Regions from separate parts of the Pan troglodytes genome. Here region 1 is linked to region 2. A link is a contact called in public Hi-C data. All regions are on one chromosome and are shown on one strand. The core of a region is the stretch at or near the end of the contact, and the rest is flanking DNA. Distances in the headings are between cores, read along the strand shown. Region 1 has its middle 16 kb from the start of METTL17. Region 2 holds the start of RNASE4 (ribonuclease A family member 4).

Region 1 (6,685 bases), core at 3,608-6,107, 220 kb before region 2:
GTGGTTCTCCTGCCTCAGCCTCCTGAGTAGCTGGGATTAAAGGCTCATACCACCATGCCCAGTTAATTTTTGTATTTTTAGTAGAGACGGGGTTTCACCCTGTTGGCCAAGATGGTCTTGATCTCTTGAACCCGTGATCCACCTGTCTCGGCCTCCCAAAGTGGTGGGATTACAGGTGTGAGCCACCGCGCCCGGCCATTGGGCCCTGTTTATTGGGAACACTTACTAAATCTGAGACACAGAAAACCACCTTTTTTTGGTTTGTTTTTGAACTGGGCAGCCTCCTGAACCAGAGTGGGCTCAGAGAGACTCTCAGAGAATCACCTCCTGTTTTGTTTTTGTTTTTTTTTGAGAAAGAGTCTTACTCTGTCACCCAGGCTGGAGTGCAGTGGCATGATCTTGGCTCACTGTAACCTCCGCCTACCAGGTTCAAGTGATCTTCATGCCTCAGGCTCCCAGGTAGCTGGGACTACAGGCGCCCGCCACCATACCCGGCTAGTTTTTGTATTTTTAGTAAAGACGGGGTTTTACTATGTTGGCCAGGGTGGTCTCAAACTCCTGACCTCAGGTGATCCTCCTGCCTCAGCCTCCCAGGGTGCTAGGATTACAGGCACGAGCCACCATGCCCTGCCGAAAATCACATTTTAACATACTACTTTATTCAAGGAATCAGAGCAAAGAGAAAAAACAAGAATTACTTTTTTTGTTAACTCCATGAAAAATATGAGGAACTGTCCTAGTAAACAATTTTGTCATTTTCACAATGATGAGTATATAGAGCCTGCCTGTTCGGCCTCTCTTTTGAACAGAATTGGATAAATATGACCAAATCTTTGGCCTTGGGATTCATTTTTTTATACTGTCCTTGGGTCTTTTACTGTGAAAGCATTTTCCAGGTGGAATTTTTTAAGTTAAAGTTCAAGATAAAGCTGTATGTGAAAAAATGAAGCGTGTACAGCTGATGGTAAGTGAGATAACCGATGTTAGGGTATGCAGATACACATTTAAAGTGTTCATTGTTATATATGTATTTTAATGTAAATGAATAATCAATACATCAAATCTGTGGTTAAATGAAGAATTGTTTGAGCCTGGGAGGTTGAGGCTGCAGTGAGCTATGATCCCACTACTGCACTCCAGCCTGGGTGACAGAGCACGACCTCGTTTCAAAAAAAAAAAAAAAAAAAAAAATCAGAGTCTGACTCACAGCTCTGCTATTCACCAACCTTGTGATCTCAGACTCAGCCCTTGTTTTCTCTTTTCTTTTTTTTTTCTTTTCTTTCTTTTTTTTTTTGAGATGGAGTCTCGCTCTGTCACCCAGGCTGGAGTGCAATGGGGTGATCTCTGCTCACTGCAACCTCTGCCTCCTGGGTTCAAATGATTCTCCTGCCTCAGCCTCCCGAGTAGCTGGGATTACAGGCACCCACCACCACACACCCAGCTAATTTTTGTATTTTTAGTAGAGACGGAGTTTCACCAGGTTGGCCAGGCTGGTCTCAAACTCCTGACCTCAGGTGATCCACCCGCCTCGTTCTCCCAAAGTACTGGGATTACAGGCGTGAGCCACCACGCCTGGCGTTTTCTCTTTTCTACAAGGGAAACATTAAAACCCTGCATGATACGCAAACATAAGCCTGATGGTGGGTGACCTTAGATCGTGGACACAGACGAAAGCCTGTAACAGCTCTAGAAAAGTATGTAGAGTGTTACCTACTGGACCATGTTGTGAGGCTTAATCCCAATTACCTTATGTGAAATAGGTGTGCCAAAGAGGGAGTGGCTTCCTTATTTCCAGCACTCCTTGCAAAACCATGAGGGATAAACATTTTGAATGATGCTGAGATATTTTAGGCAGTAAAGCACTCATCAAAGTTTCCTCTTAGGTTTAATGACTTTTAGGTCTCCTGTTTTCCTATTAGATGAGGTAGGTGAAGCTGATAGAGACAGCTAAGGATGGGAATGACCACATTACTGTTTGCTGATTGATATCCCTCAGTGTACTAACCTCAAACCTAAATAATCTCAGAGGTGTAAGATCATCTTACTGTGTTCTGTGCTAACATTTTCTCTTGCTCTATTGAAGAAGGGAAAAGAAATAGGGATTTCTGTGTTGACTGCAATGTAATAGTTAAATGTTTTTCTTGATAGTCTTAAGGTAGCAACAACAGCAATAATAACATACATACATACATGTATATATAGGACAATAATTTTATTTTAGTTAATCAGGTGATTTTTTTCTGGATTTAGGTATAGTATTTTAAGAAAAACAGATCTACATAGTAAAAAATTTCAGAAATGTAGATTGCATTTTCCGTAGACATTCCTCTACACACACACACACACACACACACACACACACACACACACACACACACACTCCTTATGAGGGCTTCAAAGAACTACAAGAGTCCGAGCTGGAAGGAATTTGTGAGGTCCTTTATTCCAAGCTACATTTCATAGCTGAGGACCAGAATGGTAGTCCTCATAGAAAATTAGTGCTAGAACTGGGAATTAAACATATAATTCCTTACTATTGGGATTCCCTTAGTACTATGTGGCAGTTAAAAAAATGAGGTGGGTCTGTGTGTAAGTTGTGGAGCTCTTCAGGAGAATGTGCAGACTCAGGGTAGAGCGGGGAGGCAATGGTGTTGGGTGCGTCAGAGGAAGAAGGATGTGACAGAGTGAGTTCCTCAGGTGAGTACTTGGAGGAGTGAGGAGAGATGGGGAGAATGTGAAATCCTGAGGATCTGGGGTCTGGGATCAGGGGAAGGGAGCTTCCTTTCATCCGAAGGATGTAGATGCTCTCCTGTCCATCGCTTCACTCCCTCCTCTAGAACAAATAACACAGCTCATAGGTGGACCCTCTTTCTAATCATCTCCTGGACAAGATTCTCTTCTTCTAAGGCCCAGCACTTAGAAAACCTTCTCAGGCTGGGCATGTTGGTTCATGCCTATAATCCCAGCACTTTGGGAGGCCGAGGCGGGTGGATCACTTGAGGTCAGGAGTTGGAGATCAGCCTGGCCAACACGGTGAAACCCCATCTCTACTAAAAGTACAAAAATTAGCCAGGCATGGTGGCGCACACCTGTAATCCCAGATACTGGGGAGGCTGAGGCAGGAGAATCACTTGAACCTGGGAGGCGGAGGCTGCAGTGAGCTGAGATTGCGCCATTGCACTCCAGCCTGGGCGACAAAGCGAGACTCCATCTTGGAAAAAAAAATCTTCTCAATGGACTCCTCAGCCTCCTCAGCTCCATCAGTAGGAGTTATGAGGGTTATGGGGGCACTCCTTGCACTGGAAGTAACACCTCCCACCCAAACAGATTAATTTTCCACTCAGCAGTATTAGGCACAGTGGATAATTCCCTTCTTTTTGATGAGGATGACCTGAGAATGGGGCTTCTTGTGACAGGAATAGGGACGAAAAGCGTTGTGAGATCAGTCCTGGTTCCTCAACGCAGGCAGTCATGTCGAGGCTGCGTGATGGTCTCTGGGATGCCCCTGTCTCCTGGCTCTTTCCTTACCATCCAGGCCTTTCATTCTTAGGCTCCTCACACGTTTTTCCTCTTGCCTCTGGTAACTTGATGTTAGAGGTCCCCAGGAGTCAGTCATAGGTCTTCTTCTCTATCTGCACACTATCCTTTGGTGATCTTATCCAGTCTCAAGGTTTTAAATGCTGTTGATTCTCTAACAACTCCCAAATACATACTTCCAGCCCAGCTCTTTTGCTTTGGACTAGTACATCGGACTGTCTATTTGACATCTTCACTTGGAGGTCTAATAGACCCTTCAGACTTAACATGTCCCACATTAGCTGGGTGTGGTGGCACACGCCTGTAACACCAGCTACTTGGGAGGCTGAGGCACAACAATCGCTTGAACCCGGGAGGTGGAGGTTGCAGTGAGCCGAGATTGCACTGCACTCCAGCCTGGGTGACAGAGCCAGACTGTCTCAAAGAGAAAAAAAAAAAAAGCTACCCATTGCTTCCCCCATTCTCCTTCCTGCTTTATTTTTTCCATAGAGCTTATCACCTTAACAGTCTGTGTAATTTACATACATGTTTATTGTCTGTGAGTATACATTATGTGTCTAGGTCACTAGAATGTGACCTCCGTGAAAGCAGAGATTTTTTTTGTACGTATGTCCTGCGTTCTCTGATGACTCCCACATACCTCTAACCGTGCCTGGCACATAGGTACTCAAGAAATGTTTGCTGAATAAGGCTCCTCAAATCAAGAGCCCCAGTAGGCCGTATGAATGCTGCAAGATAATTGTACTACAGGGACCCATTTGTGGGAATACTCACAGCACTAAAACCCCTTAGTTAAGAGGGATCTGAACAGCCTAAGAGGTTTCTGCCTAACTCCCGGCAGCAACTTCGCAAAGCACTATAGCCACCACACACTGTCCCTGAGATGTCAGAGTCACTGACGGATTTGGGCCCCAGGACAGCCTTTACCAGCTGCTGGTGTGGCCGAGTCTCCATCCACGAGTCCTAGGCTGATAGGTTCACTAAGGTGTGCAGACACCCCCACTCCTCATGTGACAAGTTGCTGGTGGCCCAACCCCTCTTTATCAGTGGGAACTTCAGCCCTTCCTGACGATGCTTCCTTTCCGGAATCCTCACCCCTCTCTACTCAGCCCGCGGCCTCTCTCACAGCTACCCCAATGGCTGAGCGTCCTTGGCGGCAGAGCCGCACCAGCGGCCCTCGGCGATCCGCGATGACCGCAATGTGTAAGTGCGCCTTCCAGCCAGCAGAGGGCAGGAGCGGCTGCGGTGTCCCAAGCCGGGCTCGTGCGGGCTCCTGCCCGGCGGGTTTCTCTGCTGGTTCCACCTCTCCCCTCAGCTCCCCGCTTCTTCCAGGGCGGGAGTGAGGGAGGGGAGGAGGGCTAGGGGAGTGAGCGCGTGCGGGTGTGCGCGTGTATGGTGGTGCAGGGAAGCATGTGCTTCGGGAAAGCTTTCCCGGGATGATGCTCTCTGGGTTCACGGGTCCGATTTGCCCACAGCAAATGTCTGTACTATGCAGACATTGAAATAGAATGAGGTCCACTCTCTTCCGATGGCGGGTCACAGGCTCCTGGGAAGGGGATCTGAAGCCCCTCCACCGAGCCACCTCGTTTCCTTTATGGAGATAATCCCCAGACTTGCCCTCGCTGCGCTGGAAAGAGATGCCTGGAGGGAGGACGCCGAGGTGGGGCAACTCCTCCCGCGCGGCACCTTAAGCGCTGAGGCTGATTCCAGCCGCCGCCACAGTAGCCGGCAGGGGACGCTGCGCCCCCGAGACGCAGCGGGCCGAGAGGCACCAAAGCCCTGTCTCCTGGTTCTTAGCTGAGACGGACTTGAACTTCCAAAAGCCTCCTTAACCACCGAGGAAGCAGGAGAATGAACAGGCTTCAAATAATGAGCGCCTGCTCTATGCCACGAGCTTTCCATTGCGGAGGTGGCTGGATGTGCAGAAGGAGGGCAGGGCGAGGAAGGAGAGACGGCTGCCCCACTCTCGGCCTGTCTGCCGCGGGCTGCAGGCTTGGGGTTTGGAGGTCAAGTCTATGCTGCATCGCTAGAGTAGTTTACAGTTGTGAAATTCAACTGTAAATTGAAATTCACAGCTTCGTTCTTAAACTTTCTATTACCAGGGACCATTCCTCAGTAGGCTCAGAAAGGGCTACAATGAGGTAGGCTGTTTGATTTTTCTTTTACATATACAGATACGTTGTAAATGCAAATGGCAGAGGTAAATTCAAATATTAGGAGGGCAAATGTAGCGAAAAGGATGAAGACATCCTACTTTTCTTTTCCAGATGCAACAATTTGCAGTTTGTTTATATCCTTTTACTGTCTATGCATATCTACATGTTATATTCATAAGCTCATTGACATGTGTATACATGAGTGTTTATTTCCTATTCCCCCCCCCACAAATAGTAACATTCTATACACAACGTTCTACACCTCTTTTCCACTAACAATGTATTTTAGACATATTTCACGCTAGTAGCAAGAGTATACCTCATTCTATTTTGATGTCTGCATACTACAGGCATACCTCAGAGATGTTGTGGGTTTGGTACTAGACCACTGCAATTTTTATTTTTATTTATTTATTTATTTTGAGACGGAGTCTCGCTCTGTCGCCCAGGCTGGAGTGCAGTGGCGCGATCTCTGCTCACTGCAAGCTCCGCCTCCCGGGTTCCCGCCATTCTCCTGCCTCAGCCTCCTGAGTAGCTGAGACTACAGGCGCCCGCTACCACGCCCGGCTAATTTTTTGTATTTTTAGTAGAGACGGGGTTTCACCATGTTAGCCAGGATGGGCTCGATCTCCTGACCTCGTGATCTGCCCGCCTCGGCCTGCCAAAGTGCTGGGATTACAGGCGTGAGCCACCGCGCCCGGCCACAATTTTTATTTTTTAAAACACACATTTTTTTGTTTCCCAGTGCATGTAACAGTTATATTGAAGGTGGCCATTGAGACCTGAGAGCTCACGGGACAGCGAGCTCTCTCCTGAGAGTTCGTACATCTGTACGTTTGCATTTCTGTAAACAAAAGTTCCTTGGCACAGTGCTTAGACTGCGGACAGCATTTTGAGGGTACCAGTCCTAACTCTAAGTGTATGATACAAGTCAGTTAGTCAACCTTTATAATCAGGTAGGGTGCAACGGACTGAGGGTGAAGCTCTGGTCT
Region 2 (7,241 bases), core at 1,805-4,304:
AAGAAAAAGGAGCATTAACCTTGACTATACCTTCAGCTCCAGCCACCTCTTTAAGAGGAAATTTTTGGGCAGGTTGGGGAGAGCTAGTCATGGAATGAAACTGTAAGCCGGACCGGGTGTGAGGAGGGGAGGTGATAAAAGGATTATAGGGTGGGGGAGCGGAGGCTGAGGAAGAATCTGGACCTGGCTTGGCCTGGCTGGTGAGCAGCAGCCTGGGGAGGAGGGAAGAGGTCAGATGGATCTGTAGAAAAGGAGAATTCAAAGGACTCAGAGCTTAGGGTGGAGACTGAAGAAACAGACAGGAGAGAAAGAAGAAAGATTTGGGACAAGTCACATTGGGAGCAGAGACTAGGGAGGGACTGATGTGTAAAAGAATGCCTGGATGTCAGGCACCTCAGACTATTTCCCCATTTTTCGACAAAAATCATCTAGATCTTGTAAGATGGAGAAATCAAAAGGGCCGTTTTCTGGCCATTTGGAACCATTGTTGGGTTTGTACTGGGGCCAAACGGTATTGCAGAAGAAAATAAGGCATTTAGGTTTTAGGTCAGGTGTGAGTTGAAGAGGTTTTAAGTTCTTAAGAACACAGGCTAAGGGAGAAGAAGGGGGAATGCAGGGTGGAAGGTTGCCCATAGTGAAGAAGTAAGTTTAAAGAGAAAGGTAGAGACACAGCGAAGGGGGTGGTGAGCAGCCCTGGGCTATAACGTGGACGATCAGCCAAAGCAGGCATCCCGCAATTGACTTGCCATCAAGGGAATGTGGGTGAATGACCAAGGCAGGTGTCCCCACAGTGATCAGACACCAATGGAATGTGGGTGAATGATCAGGGCAGGCATCCCCACGATGATCAGACACCAAGGGAAGACTGTCTTCCCGAGTCCGTGACTGGTGTCGGAGTTTTGGGTCCATGGATAAAATGTGTCTCCTTTGTCTCTACTAGAGAGGAAAGAGAACTGGAATTGGAAGGACAGGGAAATTGAAGGGTAGCAAGAGAGGCTGGAGAAGACAGTGAAAAGACCGCTTACCCAATTTGAAATGGGTGAGATGTTCCTTGGGCTGGTTGGTCTGAGGACCTGAGGTTGTAGGTGGATCTCCTCATGGAGTGAGGGCAAGGACAGGGGACCAGTCTCCTGAAGGAGTCCCCCTGTCCCGGGTCTTCGGCACTAAATGCCACACACGTCCATGTGAAGAGACCACCAAACAGGCTTTGTGTGAGCAATAAAGCTTTTTAATCACCTGGGTGCAGGCAGACTGAGTCCAAAAAAGGAGTCAGCAAAGGGAGATAGGGGTGGGGCAGTTTTATAGGATTTGGGTTGGTAGTGGAAAATTACAGTCAAAGTGGGTTATCCTCTTGCGGGCAGGGGCGGGAGTCACAAGGTGCTCTGGTGGGGAGCTCCTGAGTCTCATTGTCCGGGAGAAGGAATGTCACAAGGCTAATTGATCAGTTAAGGTGGGGCAGGAACAAATCACAGTGGTGGAATGTCATCAGTTAAAGCAGGAACTGGCTATTTTCACTTCTTTTGTGGTTCTTCAGTTGTTTCAGGCCATCTGGATGTATATGTGCAGGCTTGGGATCAGAGGCCTGACAGCTCCCTAATTTGCTTCTAAATATTCTAAGGGAGAAGGAAGAGCTGTGAGAATTGTCTTTGAGAGGAATCATTCTCTCTGGAGTAAATGAGACAAATCTTCTGTGTTGTGGTCATGGATCTGATAGTTATTAGTCTTTGACCAGAGTTTATGAGGTTATTAAGGTGCATGCATGTTTATAAACTAGAGAAGAATTTAAAAATCGGAGAAAAAGAAATAATACCATAGCACAGTCTTCTCAGGTACCTTCAGTTTAAGTCCTTTATTACAAGGAAAACATAAAAAATCTTTCAATCAGTAAGAGCACATAAGTCTTAATGATCTAGTACATTTTTTAGTACTTTGACTTACTAGGGTGATTCAAAGTTTCAGGAAAAAGAAAATTCCCAGTATCATTTTCTTAATCTTATTCAACCCAAACATAAGAATGCCAAAAAATACAGAGCTCACATTTTGCTGGCATACATTTCCAAATTTTTAATGCCTCCCTGACAGGTGAATTTTAAGGATAAAAAAAGCAGACACTTTCAAAACATTCCTTGTGATGAAGTAGAAAAAGCCCTGGATAAGTGGCCAGCTACACTGGATTTTTGTCTCAATTCTTCCATTAACTTTATAGTCTTCAGCAAATCCCTTAACTTTGAGCTTCTATATGTAGTGACATCATTATAAGTGCTGTGGTATTAAAATGTGATAAACATAGATGAAAGCATTTTGAAATGTTTGAAATACTACATAAATATACATAATAACTAAATTCCACAGGATAGGATCTGAGAGAGCTAAGCTGACCAGTATTATAAAAGGAAGCTTATTACAGAAAAGCCCAGCCTCATTCATTATAGGTTTATGTCTCCATTTCTCTTTGGTGCAATGTATTTAATAGAATGAGTTATATAGAGAAAAAGAGTAAGAAATGAGCTGAGGAGACAGAGCCTGGGACAGCTCAAATGCATTACTCACTGCTATTTAAGGAGTTAAGTGTAAGGTCAACCACTCGCGATAATCCCTACACGGTGGCATCTAACCGTCAAAGTGCACAGGCACCTGTGGGTTACCCTCACAGGCAATGACAACACGTCTAGTGCTCGCCATGGCCCGATATCTGCAGTTGGGTGCCCTGGAACTTCCTGTGTCCCTGCAATCTGTGACCTTCACTACACCCTCATGGCAGTTCATCTTGCCGTTCTTGCATTGGATATTGGTGGTGCTGCAGATACTACGAATGTTCCAGATATCTTCATGGATGAAGGTGTTGAAGCGCTTGCAGTGATACAAAGTCATCTTCCGTCTTTGCATCATCAAGTTGCAGTAGCGATCACTGCCACCTGTCTCCTCAGGGTGCACGTGTTGCCGCAGGAATCGCTGGTACATGCCATCCTGGCCATAGGAGGGCTGGACCAGCCCCAGCCCCAGCAGGGTCAGCAGCAAAAGCAGAAGCAATGAATGGGTCCTCTGCAGAGCCATCAGTATCTTAGAGGTGCCTAGAAAAGAAAGCAAGGGGCAGGAGAAATAAGGTAAGAACTGGGCACTGGAAAAAGGTGTTGAGAATAGTAAGCTGGCATCCTGACTCCATAGTCTCCTCTTTCCTCCTTCTTATATGCACCATCTCCCCACTCATCTCTGCTACTTTTCCCACCCTTGCTTCCTCAAGAGTGAGTAGTTTGCAAACATGATCTTTTCTGAAAGCAAGACCTTTCTCATTTACAGAGAGAAGTTGCTGTAGCCAGTACAATGACACAGGGCAGGGACTGACTGCGTGGCTGCCAGGCTTGTGTGGTCAGAGTATAAAAAGAGAGAAAAAGGTGAACCTACATGAAACTGCAGTTGTGTGTCTCTTGGGGGAATTCCGTAGGTGTATGATCTTTGGGGAGTGTTTGGTTCCCGGGAGGCTCCAATTCCCGACAGTTTGGATGGACTCAGGATAAGTCACAGAAAGTTTACAAACTACTTTTAATACCTTACATCTGGGAATCTAGGTGGAGGAAGAGGACAGAGGAATATTTAGGCTTTGCCTTTCCTCTCATATGACTTGTTTTTCTTTGTCATTAATTTTATTATTTTTCTTTTCTTTTTGGTCATGTGGCTATTATTCTAATTTGATTTAAAATCTATTCTAATTCTAGAATAATATATGTTATACATTAATTTAAAATGTATTATTCTAATTCTAATGTAAAATCAGGTCCTTTTGGAAATCCTTTTACTTCTATTTAAAAAAAAAAAGCAAAACCAGAGTACCCAGATACAGTTCTTAGAAGACAGTTGATAATAGCTACTGTTTGAATGAACTAATAAGTGAAATGAGTAAGCTAATGAACAAATGCAATTAAATGGATAGAGTAAAGGTGTTTCCCAGGCTTATGAAATTGACTAATAAGAGAAGCTAAGAAATGTTTAAAAAATAAATTTAAACAGCACAATATCCTCAAAAGAAAACTTGGATTGTGTCTTCTTCTCCTTGCTGTTTCTATGAATAACCTAAAAAATCTAGGCCATGGAGATACATTGCTTTGTCTTGCATCTATTCTTGATGTTCCTCCTGTCTTGTCAATAGTTGTTGGTAGCTGTCTGTCTTCTCTGGTTGCAGCATCATTGTGTTGTCACCTCTTGGCAATGAAAAATAAGCATATATTTTATAGCATTAAAAAAAAGCCAGAGCAGCAACAAAAAAAGCATTGCCATGTAGTTTCAGAACATTCATTGCTTTCGTTGACAGATTAAAGAAAGGAATCCAGGCCTATCTTAGTCTACACCCTGTGGTCTTTCCACTATCCTCTACTGCCTCTCTCATCCCACGCCCCAAATATTCAGGATATCAAAGACATTTATGCTCAGAATTGCTACTTCCCAGCAGCAGAGTTTAATCAAGATTGGAGGTGGACTCACTCACCAACTGACTAGCCAGATGCTGCCATCTGGCCGTCACTCCTGGAATTGATGTGAATTGTAAATCGGCTTGATTCTTGCAGTGTAGCAGGGCTGATTCACTACAGCAAAGAAAAATCATCCCTGATTCAATAGGAAGTGAGCAACGCAAATTAGCAAGGGCAATGTTTTGAGAGTCAGGCAGCCCAACTCTGTATGTGCCGTCCAAGGACTGACCCCAGTTGAGCTCCTAGTTTGATGTATATGGGTACTATTGTCTTTTGATTTCAAATTCTCCTTCGTAATGGTGGATCACACTGTGTGAATGACTGAAATGGCTTCCAAACGACCTGTACCTTACTTTGTTCTGCTGAAAGGCTACCTTTTCATTATTGATAATGAAAGCAGTATCAAACATGGATATTGTTCTTTTAAATGCCATCTCCTATATCCATAGCCATCTTTTGCCTTTGCACATAAAGATATCAAGCTGTATGTCATATCTGTGTGCCTGCAGCTGTAGATGTGAGATACAGTGTTAGGAAGAGAGGGAAGTAAAGAGATTGTGGGAGGAAGGGCAGATGTTTGATTTCCTTTTTGCCCCAAGAACAATGCATACAACTTCTGAAGGTATACTTAGTACTTGGATTATAGCTTCAGCAGATCAATATACTTTGGTTTGCTTTTCCGGTGGCACCTCGAGTTTCCATGGTTTTATCTACTTTCTCTCATCCTGATTCTTTGTGACCAAAAATATGGTTTAGCAAGATAACTAGCTACAGAGAAAACCTCACCTATGCATGCGAGAGCAGACCCAGGACGTCAGCTTTTCTACACTACTCAAGTAAACAAGACATAGAGAAATATTTGAGGACAGCAGGCCAGTGTGGATACCAATGGGTGCATCTCAAAGCTGTAGCTACAAGAGAAAATTGAATGATCTCCACATCATCCCAACACACACTTTTGGGTCAGGATTTTCCCCAAACGCTTTCTCCATTGCACCACCCTGACTCACAGTAAGAACTTCTTTTGACACTGTGGTCTAAAAGACTGAGGCTGTGACCATGAGAAAATTACTTAATCTCTCTCAGCAGATTTCCTCATAAGCAAAATGAGCATGTAATACCTACCTCTTAGGGATGTTATGAAAAGAAAATCAATCTAAGTGCCTATAACAAGGCCTAGCACATGGTAAATGCTCAGTAAATGTTGGCAATTGCTGCATTTTTTTTTTTTACCACTTCCATTTTTCTTGGTTTCCTCTGCTTCTGTCAATCTGGATAAAATAATGAATGACTACAGAGTTGCATATATTATTGACTCCTCTTTATTTCGTAGAGCTAACTGTATTCTCAAGATATTGGAAGTCTGTTTTTAAACTATAAAATATCTCAGCTACTAGATTCCTAGAAAAATTTTTCTTCTCCAAATTGCATGGAATTTTCTTCCTTGCATGTCACTATTCTTCAAAGCACTTAGCATTTTGGAGTGTTCCTTCTTTTTCCTTGCAAAGCCAACAATCACAGCTGACCAGTACTTCAATTCTTCAATTGATTCACTCAGGATAAAATGACCTGCCTGTGACTTGACATTTTATTTTAAACAGCTTGTGGTTGTGATAGAACAAGAGGCCCAGACCAAAAAGGACTAGGAATGCTTGCTCAGCTGCCAGTACCATCGGCAGGTCAGGAAACACCCCCATCCCACTGCCATGTGATTTCCTATGAAACAGCCATTTCCCTGAACACCAGAGCAAACTATGGGATGACAATGCTCCAAGCAGATGTTTGGAGAAGATGTGAGTTTTCACAGCTTATGATGTGATCAATATAATAACGGTCCATGCCTTTCACTTGCCCTATCAAGGCCCTGAGTGGCAGCAATGATCTTGAGTAACTTTGCCTCACCTCAAGGAAATAGCACTGGTTGGAGAACTTGAGAAAAGGGCCCAAATAGTTTACCAGAAACTGGGACTTTCTCATTTCCTGAGAGGTTTTTGAGATTTGGTAATATGGCAAATTTTCTAGTGACAGAGGTTTGGAATACTTTTTCCTATTTTCTTAAGGAATGACAGTGTTTTCAGTTTTGAAATAGACTAACCCAGGTTGCACATACCAGCAACCTACTTCTCAAACCCATTCCTAAATTTGAATACTTTCAGTGAGGCTGGGCTCTCCTAGGTGGTACCTGGACAATGTTCTATAACCTGAGTATTGGGGAGCCACGGCTTTTGGCCCATTTCAGGGCAATACCAGGAGCAGGAGAAGCCACCATAGGGAATACTGAGACCACAATAATTATGTGTTCACAAGGCAGTGAAACTGGCGATTTATAACTAATTTATTGGCAACCACTTTCTAAATAAAATATCCAAGTACCTGTTAACAGAAATTAGTTAACAGGAAGCTAACCACTGAGTCTGTAGATTGAACAGTGTATTTTACAAAGAGTGTGTTAACCTAAGTTATGTTAACTTAAAAACAAATCTTGAGAATTGAGGAAGAATAAGGGATAAACTGGGATAAACTGGGATCTTTCTTTCTTTTTTTTTTTTGAGATGGAGTCTCGCTCTGTCGCCCAGGCTGGAGTGCAGTGGCGTGATCTCGGCTCACTGCAACCTCCGCCTCCCGGGTTCAAGCGATTCTCCTGCCTCAGCCTCCCGAGTAGCTGGGACTATAGGTGTGTGCCACCATGCCCAGCTAATTTTCACATTTTTAGTAGAGACAAGGTTTCACCATGTTGTCCAGGATGGTCTTGATCTCTTGACCTCGTGATCTGTCCGC

What was found. Hi-C and Micro-C count contacts between places; a contact is called where the count stands out from the background.
Region 1: a contact with region 2 is called in a Hi-C map of stem cell-derived neural progenitor cells, with 5 times the contacts expected there. The contact joins the enhancer-like site here to the promoter of RNASE4 in region 2. A contact is called at or near these places in 1 of 7 Hi-C or Micro-C datasets (stem cell-derived neural progenitor cells) and 1 of 1 datasets of contacts at active chromatin or transcription factors (stem cell-derived excitatory neurons).

What each region holds. Positions count from the first base shown.
Region 1 is chr15:19,355,728-19,362,412 of NHGRI_mPanTro3-v2.0_pri, reverse strand. No RefSeq gene overlaps it. Among named protein-coding and RNA genes, the nearest start is that of METTL17, 16 kb to the left of the region's middle. Within about 2 kb of position 4,857, at least 5 of the 24 cell types and tissues checked have an H3K27ac peak or open chromatin away from gene starts, as enhancers often do. A contact at or near this core is called in stem cell-derived neural progenitor cells, where this site is marked.
Region 2 is chr15:19,135,995-19,143,235 of NHGRI_mPanTro3-v2.0_pri, reverse strand. It overlaps RNASE4 (ribonuclease A family member 4), which reads right to left and starts at 3,054. Exons shown (of 1, transcript NM_001009107.1): 1 at 2,611-3,054. The coding sequence starts at 3,054. The coding sequence ends at 2,611.